2 separate regions of the Gossypium arboreum genome follow, and region 1 is linked to region 2. The links are chromatin contacts, called in public Hi-C maps. All regions are on one chromosome and are shown on one strand. Each heading gives the region's core, a stretch centred on a gene start, on an enhancer-like site or on the middle of the called end of the contact. The rest is flanking DNA. Distances are from core to core; before and after follow the strand shown.

The links. A called contact is a pair of places that touch in the nucleus more often than the background predicts.
Region 1: a Hi-C map of leaf shows a contact between it and region 2, with 4 times the contacts expected there. The contact joins the enhancer-like site here to the promoter of LOC108455101 in region 2. A contact is called at or near these places in 2 of 5 Hi-C or Micro-C datasets (both in leaf).

Annotation. Positions count from the first base shown.
Region 1 is chr9:80,923,666-80,928,941 of ASM2569848v2, forward strand. No RefSeq gene overlaps it. Among protein-coding and RNA genes, the nearest start is that of LOC108455100, 20 kb to the left of the region's middle. Within about 2 kb of position 2,321, at least 2 of the 2 cell types and tissues checked have an H3K27ac peak or open chromatin away from gene starts, as enhancers often do. A contact at or near this core is called in leaf, where this site is marked.
Region 2 is chr9:80,874,838-80,880,581 of ASM2569848v2, forward strand. LOC108455101 (myb family transcription factor PHL7-like) reads left to right here and starts at 2,058. Exons shown (of 5, transcript XM_017753711.2): 1 at 2,058-2,176; 2 at 2,270-2,309; 3 at 2,429-2,486; 4 at 2,592-2,664; 5 at 2,803-3,422. The coding sequence starts at 2,129. The coding sequence ends at 3,252. It overlaps LOC108456038 (rhodanese-like domain-containing protein 10), which reads right to left and starts at 513. Exons shown (of 2, transcript XM_017754631.2): 1 at 1-513. The coding sequence starts at 435.

The sequences.
Region 1 (5,276 bases), core at 1,071-3,570, 49 kb after region 2:
AAAAAAAACAAAATTTCTCAAAATAATTTCGAACAATAAATAAATTACTTAAATATAAAATTAATTAATCAATATGCAATTTTTTTCATTCATAAGCCCATACTTTTTCAGTTCTAATTTTGTACATGAACAACATTTATTTTTACATTTAACCACTTATATTGAGTTCTACATTTTCTTCCATCTCCGATCCCGTATCTTCATCTGGGAAATTCTCTACAATCCAATTTAGAAATTCTTGATTCTCCTCATATTCATCTTCTACAATCCAATTTGGAAATTCCTCGGGATCTTCTGCCTCTTCAATCTTTATAATTGGTATTGAATATATAAGTTCTCTTGGTAATTTCCTAACAACTAATTTATCCATCCATGGTTTGTCAAACACATTTTGCTTCCCAATTAACTTTTGTGAACCTATACTTTGTCTCGCTATTTTCCTTGCTCCATTAAGATATTATAAACTTCAAGTTTATAACTAGATTCCAATAGGTTCGTGGTAATCGATGCCTTCCAAAGTTCGTATAAACTTATTATCTCATCGAGCAATACCAAATATGTTGCCATTTCTAACAATATGTATAACAAAAATATTTTTAGTTGTTATCACTAATTAACAATTACTTTATAATAGTTTTACTAACATAAAACTTTCAAATATATTTAAAAATTTAAAACATAAAATTCATAATAAACACATAATTAATGCTAAACACAAAACTTATTAACATTTCACAATAAACAAAATAAATTTTAAAACAAAACATAAAAGTAACACTAAACAAACTATATAATACTAACAAAATAAATTTTTCTTATCATAATCTATTTTATTTAAAAATAACAACAAATAAATTACTTTTTCTTTTTTTTCTTCTACTTTCTTTCTTTCTATCTTCTTCTTCTGTAAATTTTTTTTTCCAATCTGGTAGTCAAATGGAGGGGAAGGGTGAATATATACTAAAGGGGGTCAAGGCTGTGAGAAGGGCACCACCGGCAGTGCTGCTGTAAGTACCCTCCACTGGTGCCGCCTGTGGGGTACCCTTCACCCTTATTTTATTATTATTTTTTCATCCTATTCTTTTTTTTTTACCTGCAAAACTGTTAGTTATATTTGAATTTGAGGGTGGTGCCGCCTATGCACCACCCTCCATCACTTGCAATGACCCATTTTCGTATATAATGTTAAAGACATCCCATTTTGGTTTTTTTTTTCATATTATTTTAGTAAAAATCCCATGAATTTTAACAGAAGCCCAATAAACTCTACGAGACCTTTTCCTAATTTCTATGATTGACTTATTAAACATTGGCATATGTTATACCTCTAAAGTTACTAGCCTGTCAAATTGATTGGAATCAAGAATAAGAATAACTCTTTCAATTACAGTTGTTAATATGCTTTTCCCATTCAAAGCTTTATTCGAAATTTAAAAGGGTTTTAAAAGAAATTAGACTTAAAAATTAGTTTGGGTAAAATATTAGACTTATTTAAAATATAGGTTAGGTTCAAGCCCAAGCCTAGCTAAACTCGTTTTATGTTTATAATATTTTATATTATATTATGTAATTTATAATACATAAAAATAAATTCATATTAAATATATAATACTACTCGATGTAAATATTAAAATAAGGTTAATACGATTATATAAAAATTTCAATAAATAAAAATATTAAATTAAAATAATATAGGTAAACCTAAAATAGGCTTATGTTAATATATTGTAAATATAGATATATTTAGTAAAATTTTAGACTTATATTTTGAGTAAAACCAGACTTAGATAAATATAAAATATGTTAATGTATACTTAAGTATGGTGTAAACCCGATCTTACCCGACTTATGAACAGTTGTAGTGAATATTTTATATATATATATGTGTGTAAATTTTGAAAATAAAAACCTCAATATTTGACTTACCGATATATAAAGACAAAATAAGGATGTAGATATGTATTATTGGGGCTGGTTTCATGCAGAAACTGATGCAAACCACCCGCGTGCCTAAACATTTTAATCAAGGAAAGAATTTTGGCTTTTTCGATGTGGGTTTCAATTGAATGATAAAGACTTGTGACACCCAACCGCTTTTCTGCGCCTAACAACGACATGGAAGCAGCTAAACAATCACGTCGCAGCATGGAATGAGAACTTACTAAGCTGCACATATCATTCTGCTATCTCCTCTCGCAATTGTCAAACCCTTCCAGTACTAAATAGATAGCACACAATAAATTAGAAGATTTCATTTGGCCATTAATTTTTTAACCACTCATCGCCCGTTAGAGCTCGGCCAACATGGCAATGGTGAAAGCAGTCGGCCTTGATGGCTTATCCGGATTCAGTTATCCATACATAAAGATGGAAAGGAGAATCTGGTTTCATGTTGTTGCCTTCTTGTGATTTCAGAAGCATCATCTTTATATCTACTAATTCACCGATAATTTTCACATGCCGAAGCCATTAACATTCACAACAACTCATGGAAGGCATGGGCTTCTTAATGCTTAAGCTCGTATTAAAGGTGAACTCGGAATAGAATTATAAAATTAGAAGGTTGAAGAGGGGCTGGCAGGATGGTGCCTGGCCCTTAAAATGGAAAATTATGCTTTTAGTATTTAAAGTTTCATATATTTTTAAGTAAATAAATGGTGAAATTATAATTTAGACTCAAATAAGGTCAAACTATAAAGATAAATGTCAATACATAGGGATGACAATTCGAATTGCATACTCGGATATCGATGGATAACCCGACTCGCATTGTTTATTACAAAATATTTAAAATTTTGTTTTCTAACTGGTTCGAACACATCACAATATTTGAAAATAAATAAAACTATACCTTAATTATCAAATCTAATTTTCATCTTTTATTAAAATTTACACAACTCAGAAATACAAATATCAATAAAAATATTTTCTGAAATTAAATATTTTAATTATTAATATAATAAATCTAAAAATGTTTAAAAGTTATCGAAAAATATATTTTATTTAACATCTTATTCTCTTAATTTTTTGTAACTTCTATTAAATCTTATTTTTTGTATTCCTAAACCTAATAGAAAATGAGATTAAATTATCGAATTTCTAGATTTGTAATTATCCCTTTTATTATTTGATCAACTCAATTAGTTAAATCATTTTAAACGAAAAGTTAACTAATATTCATATAATTAAAATAAATATTATAATGTGATTTTTGTTTTTGTTTCTCAAGGCATTCATTAGAGCGAACCTAATGACTAATCCTCTGTGCGTTTTATAGGCCCATTAAGAGGTTAAACGTTGGTCATGAGTTTTAAAATTGCTTCATACCCAAGACAAATATCGAACCCTTTAAACATGGGTTATATGAATTTATTTTGTAACGTGACATAATTATCATTAGTACATATTATATTATAAAAATAGTATCCATACACTTTTAATGACATATAATATATCAATTGTTATATAATTATGTTGTGAATGTATAATAATTAAAACATTGTGATATTACAATGTGCATTCTTCTATAATGATGTGCAACCTAAATGTTAAACATGTAACTAATTTTATGGTATATTATAATAGATACAATTAGTATTATATAATTAACATATATTAGTTATACATATTATAACATAATTGTATATAGGATTACATATCAAATTCCATTTGGCATGTTAACTCGAAATAACATCGTTATATGCCAAATTCTATTGGATTGACCAAAGGGCTTTCTCGAGGATCTCATTCACTAACAAAGAAGGTAAAAAAAAGAGAGAAACAAATGTGGAAAATGATTTATTTGAAATTAGTATTGGCCGGTTAAAAAAAAAATCTTTTCCATGGGAGTGGGTCTAGTTGATGTAACAAAGAAGTCTAACCAATATACAATTAATTACATATTTAAGATTTCGGATGCATATCATTAATAGAAGAAAGCACATTGTACTATCATAATATTATAATAATTATTCTGCATTCATAATTTAATTATATAACAATTAATATACTATATGTTCTTAAATGTGTAAGTATACTATTTTATATAATATAATATGTACTAAATATAATTATATCATATTTTAAAATAAATTCATATCATAATATTTATTTTAATTATACAAATATTTTTTTGTTTAAAAATAAAAGGGATAATTGCAAATTTATAAATTTTGATGACTCCATGTTATTGTTCAATTAAGTTTATGAACACAAAATAATAAGATTTAAGAGAATAAAATGATAAATGAGATATATTTTTTTATAACTTTTTTAAAATATATTTAAATTTATTATTAATTATTATTTTAAAATTTTAAAATTATTTTATTGATATTTATACGTTATTTATTAGGTTGTGTAAATTTTAACCAAAATTGAGAATTAACTTTGTATGCTTTAACCATCAACGGTCATGTGTCAAAATCTTATAGGAAGTAAAGTTCTATATATTTTGTAACCAATGCAGATTTGGATATTCAGCTAACATTGATTTTTAATTTGGATAATTTACAGATTTAGATAATCCATAATTTGTAGATATTTGACCCCTATCATCCCTATCAATATAATATAATAATAAAATTACATTTTAACTCTTATAAAATATATAATTCAATCTCAACCAAAAAAAAAAAAATTAGCTTCACCCCTAGTTGAAGGGTTATTTTACTATTTTAATCTTTTGTAAGAAAATGATATTATTAATAAAAGGAACAAGGAAACTTAAACCCAAATCATCTCAATTTGAACTCGAATTTACTATTTGTAAAAATAAAATATATTCCAAAAATAATTATGTGGATTCATTATTTACTAAAATTAAATGCATTTGAATAATAAATACTCAAAATTAGTATTTGAATATAGTAGTAATTAAAATATTCAAATTAAATGTCAATTGAGTTTTAATCTGATTGGCATAGGCATTATTGTCAATAGGGATGAGCAAAATTCGATTCAACTTGAAAAAATTGAAAAAAATTCAAACTTCGAGTTAAATGAATCGAGTTATTCAAATTAATCAAATTATTTGAGTCAACTCGAATTTGTTTGTTGAATTTTGAGTTCGAATAAAGTTTAATTTTCAAATTCGAATAATTTTAATAAACTGAATATTAAACTATAATATTTTACATTTTTACCATACTTCTTTACTTTTTCCCAAAACTTTTACTTCCTCCCACTTTCTCCTCAAAACTTTTATTCCCTTCCTCCCACCCTCCTTCTACCCAAACCCAAACCCAAACCCAAACCCATTCCCCCAAAAAAAAAAA
Region 2 (5,744 bases), core at 808-3,307:
AAGCAGCTTAGCGTCCTTGTCAGGAAGAGTAGCCTCTACCTCTTGGACGAAATTAGGATTGATCATAGTAAAGTTTTGACCAGTCCACAAGCCAATGTAGCCAAAATGCACCCATTTCTTCAAAAGAGTAATGGGGCTATTGTCCATGTCCTTAACGAAGAGTGGCACATGAAGTGACCCTTTAACATATGCCTTTTCTCGTTCCCACTGCGGTCTAATGTCGAGTAACTTGAAACCCTCGGAATTCAGGGCCGTGGCTGCGTCCTTAGGCAGTATAGGCTTCACCTCACCCGACTGTATTAGCTGCTGCCCACTGCTTGATGCTGCAGTATTGACACCAAAGTTTTTGGTTTTAGAGGAAGTGAAGAATAGCGGCTTAGGTTGCTTCTCTTGCTTCAGCAACGATGACTGGAAGTGGTTCAGTTGAATTGCCATTTTTTTTCCTTATCCTGAAAGCAATCGTCTTTGGTTGTGTTCACTTGTTATCTTTGTTTGCCTGTTGGAGGAGCCCACCACGTTATCTTTCAAGCCTTTGTTGCTTGGACGGTTGAATTCCGATTTTGTCCCACTATTACAATAAATTTGAGATTTAATTTGATTTTTTTAAAAACTTATTTTTATAATGTTATTAGTTGGTCGAAATTAATAATACCAAATTACCAATAATTATTATCATTAAAGTGAAGAGGTAAAATTTTCGTTTATTGTAATTTGATCATACAATTAGTAGTATGTAAAAATCTAATCAATTATATTTAATCAACAATAAATTTACATGTCAAATGAATGATTAAAAGCCTTTTTATAATAAAAAATCAAACATCATTATTTTAAAATTTTAATAAGCCCTAATAATATTAAAAGGTACAAATATCAAGTATATGAACAAAATCCGAATGAAAGGTGGGAAGGAACATGAGCCAAACAAGGTTGACATTGCAGAGCATGGTGGTTGATTCTGTTTTTTTGCTTTATGTGTCCAAGGATCATGTTTAATGAATGGGAATGATGTAGTTGAAAGCCAGTCCCAGATGGCAGACTATGCAAGATTATCAATGTGAGTACTGAAAGGACCTATTACCAAGCATGGATAGTGGGATCAAATCTGATGCCTGCATACATAAAGGTCGATAAATTAAAATTTGCTATTGTTCGAGCTTGGGAGTTTCAATCACACACTTTTGCCTGACTTTTAGTGTGATTAATGCACAGTTTGGGATGAACACAGGCTAATATTCCCTGCAGATAAAGAATAATTTTCTTTTTCCTTGCTTTACACTGTGTAGCTTGGGAATGAGAGTTACGATTTGGGGATGAGGTCTGAAAGCATTTCCATGGCTGACAAACACTAGTGTAGCAGCATTCATTTGTTTAGTACTGTAATGATGAAATTTAACTGGATGCTTCTGCAAATAAAGCAAAAACAGAATTATCTTTTCTTGATGATGTAGTTGAAGCCCAAAACAAAGTCCAGTTTTAATTTTAAGAGCACTTTAGTTGTGGTAGGTCATAGAGTGGCCAATCCAGTGTTGAACCGAGTGGAAAGGGAGGGGGGTCTTCAATCTTCATGTTATTGTAAACTAGTAAAGCAAGTAATCTGCTTTCTTACTGAAACATGGAGATTATCGGCAAAAGAGTTAGAACAAGGAACCTAATCTCTTAATTTGAATTTGAATTAATTAAGCAATTTGGATTATGGGAAATCTCTGCGAATTGCGACAGCTAAATGACATTTTAAGGCACCCATTAATCCTATCAATCCATTCTTAGTGCTTATCGCTAACTTAATATATATATTTTGGTTCCCAATTGTTTTTGTCTCACTCCCTCCTCTCTATAATCAACCTGGGACACACAAGCAGATTGCTCGTGCTACAATCGAGCCAATCTCTCCACAATGCGTCGTCCAAGTCGCGCTGATGGCTTAGCCAAAGAACGCCTCAGATGGACTCAAGAGCTTCACGATCGATTCGAACAAGCTGTTAATCAGCTAGGAGGTCCAGATAGTAAGTGTAGAGCTGGGAATTTATTTATTTATTTATTTTTCAGCTCTGTTTGGTTTTACGGTGGGTGATGATTTTGGGAATTGTGGTTGCCAGGGGCAACGCCAAAGGGAATTCTGAAGGCTATGGGCGTTGATGGCCTCACCATTTACCATGTCAAAAGTCACTTGCAGGTTAACTCATATTTCTCCAAGAGTTATACGAACATGTATTGTCATCGGTTTACGATATAAACATCTGAGTTATTGATTTCTTTTTTTCCCCAGAAATTCAGGATTTTAAAGTTTGTTCCCGAAACAAATACTAGTAAGTTGAAACAGCCTTAGTCTGTCACTAACATTGAAGTCGTCGATAGAATCCTTTGATAACTTCGATTCCATATCTCTCTAACTTGGGATTAATATTATCACGTTGTTTAACCGCAGAAGGCAAGTTTGAGAGGAGAAATATTTCAGAAATACTGCCTAATTTTGGTACAACATCGTGAGTTATCGTTTCTTTGTTGGGGAATTCTTTCAGTACATATGTATGTATGTATATATTCACTTGCTTGTTGTGTCTTTGCTATGACTGGAAAAACATATAAAGAGGCGCGCAGCTTAATGAAGCTCTGCAATTATATATGGAAGCACAAAGAAAACAAGGGGATGATAAACTCCAGGTATTTGCATATATCCATGCATATGAGACCAAAGCATGATAAGATTTTAGATTTTGTCTTTGGTTTACTTTTACTTAAGAATAAAGGTATAATAAGCCCAGCGATGGGGTTTAACACTTTCCTTAATTATATCTCAAGGTTAGAAGGAATTTGAAGATTAAGTTTGAAGCACAGGCGAGATACTTTGAGAGAATTGCAGGGGAGCATAGAAACCGAGTCACCCCAACAAAAGCTACTAAATCATTGTCTCCCATATCATTGCCTTCGTTATGTGAGGAGTCTGAGTCCAATTCAAAAGATTTTGAAACCGATCCCGAGGCCGACAAAAACGAAATAGAGTCTGGAGAAAGAATTCAAGCTCTAAAAAGGGCTGGAATAGTGGAAGATAACTCAGCGTCATCTTCATCATCATCATCATCATCATCAATGTATGCATTACCGTCGTCATTCAGCGCAGATGGCTATGAATATGATGATCAAAACATGCTTCTTAACGGGGGAGAAAGACTTTCCTACACTGCAAATGATAACAGCTTTCCCTGGAATATCCCAGTTTGCTCATCACCCTTGGTGCCTAGCTTTATGTGAATATTGCCACAGGAGACTTTGTAAAATATCATAATATATGATCATATTATGTAGACATACCTGCATGATTGCTTTCAAGGTTTGCTAAATTAAAGAAGCGGAGCATTGGAACTGAACTTTTATAATTTTTCTAAACCATGAAAGCAATCCATATATCTAAATAAAACTTTGTAGCATTATAGAAATGCTGCTTCATTAGGTAATAAAAGAGGGTGATCTGATACATATATATGTCATTTTGTGTCGACTTGTAGAGCATGGATTGCTCATATTGTATTTAGAAAAAGGATTTATCATCTTTTTAGCCATCTCTCTGGATTTTAATTTTGTTTTGTTCTTACTTGGATATAATTTCTTCATGGGTCTAGCTCAAGCAGGCGCAGACACAACAGACAACAAGATGAGTAGCTATATGTCAATGGCTACTATGGCATTATCCATTGAGTTTTAATTGAGAGTTGACCTGGGTAATTAAACGCCCAACATGGGTGAACAGGGCTGGTTTGGTCAAATGTTTGAAGCTAAGCAAGCAACGTGGAAAACATGGCAGCCTAACAAGCTTCTATGCCAAATTAAACTAAATTAAACCTAACCAAATCAAGCCAATTTAATTAATTAACTGGAACACTGTAGTTAGTAGCTAGGCATGGGTTGACATGAGAAGTGGGTGAAATTTTAGTCGAATTTTTAAGTAGGCGAGCTTTGTTAATATTGCAAGTCATACTGAAATATATTTCAAGAATTGGATCGATTGCATTAAATGCCTTGAATTAAAAATGCTGGATTTAAAGGCTCATCTTTCAACAGTTCATCTTATTTTAATCTTTATTATAATATTGTATTTAGTTTAACTATTGTTTAAAAGAGATATTGATTAATTTTAGCATGTTAGTAAATTTCGAAAATATTTATTTATTTGAGCACTTGTATAGGTTGATATATTTTAATATTGAGGGCACTTATTGATTAATTGAGGAATGCTATTTTTAAGATTATAAAAATTATTAAATCAATAAAAGATGATAAAATTATAAAAAATTATAAAAATATAATAAAATAATAAAATTATTAAAACTTTAGAAAAATATCATAAAAATAAAAAGTTATTAAAAGTATAGAAAAGTTGTAAAAATATTATAAAATATCAAACATATAGAAAATTATTAAAATTATAAATAAATAAATAAAGAGTTACAATCTTGCTATGATTTTCAAGTTCAAAGGTCACCTGTATTGTGACCTTTCTTTAATCATGTTCCATTACTATTATCACCACTCGAGTTTTAGGTACAAACCCACAACTTCCACTCATCATTTTGAACCAATACCAACACAGCTCCATCATTCATATACCACTGTGGCACTGCTGACTGCAACCCTCACCTCACCCAAAACTCATACTCACAAACAACACAAAGAAGCATACCTTGGTCTAACCTTCCTGCTTTTCAAACGAAAGAAAACTTATGAGAAAGTCAACAATCAAGATTCAAAGCCAACAAAAGTGAAAACAAAAATAAAATAAAAAGCGAAGCAAAGCTAAACTAAGACCGATTTTGGGTTTAATAGATCATTTTTAAAGTATATTTTTATATTTTTATTATTTTAATTTTTATTATTTTGCCACGTACGTTGACACGTTGCAAAGAAAAAAACTTTAAAATCTATATTTTTTATATTTTTATATTTTATTATATTTTTATATTTTTATATTTTTATACTTTTTAAAATCTTAATTTTTAATTTTAATAAATTTTAATATTTTTATTATATTTATTCATTTTATCATTTTCATCATATGTTACAACTATGATGTGATTTATTAATTGAAAAAAATGGGATCATTAACTTTAGCGATTAACTATTAAAGTTAACAGTCAAATAATTTTTAATGTATTTTGGCGGTTTGAGTACTCGATCAAGTGAAAACAAAATCAATGGCTTACTTGCATTTTAAAAAGTTTGAAGACTTTTTACACTATTAAGCTTAAATTTTAGCATTTTAATTATTCTATATAAGATAACTTTAATAAATATTTTATAAGGTAAATTTGAATTATATTGTCATCGTATAAAAATAAATGAATTATTACATTCAAAATTAAAATCTTTATAACTTATAAAATTCAAATAATTTTAAATATTTTAGAATCCACTTAACTCAATTCGAGACTAAGGGCCGTTCTTCATTGCTTTTGAAAAGTCTTTGTGGAGAAGTACTTTTGAGAAGTGCTTTGAAAAATTTAAGTGTTTGATATTCTTTGTCAAAAAGTACTTTTGAAAAGTAAAATGTCTATTTTAGACATGATATTATAAAGTAACAAATATGTATTTAAATAATATTTAAATTAGTTAATATTATGATATTTTAGTAAAAATATAAAAAATAATTTATTATAACTTATTGTTAATATTTTAATATATAATATTAATTTTAAATATTTCTAAGTAATTAATATTAATTATTTATTAAATTTAATTAGAATATATAA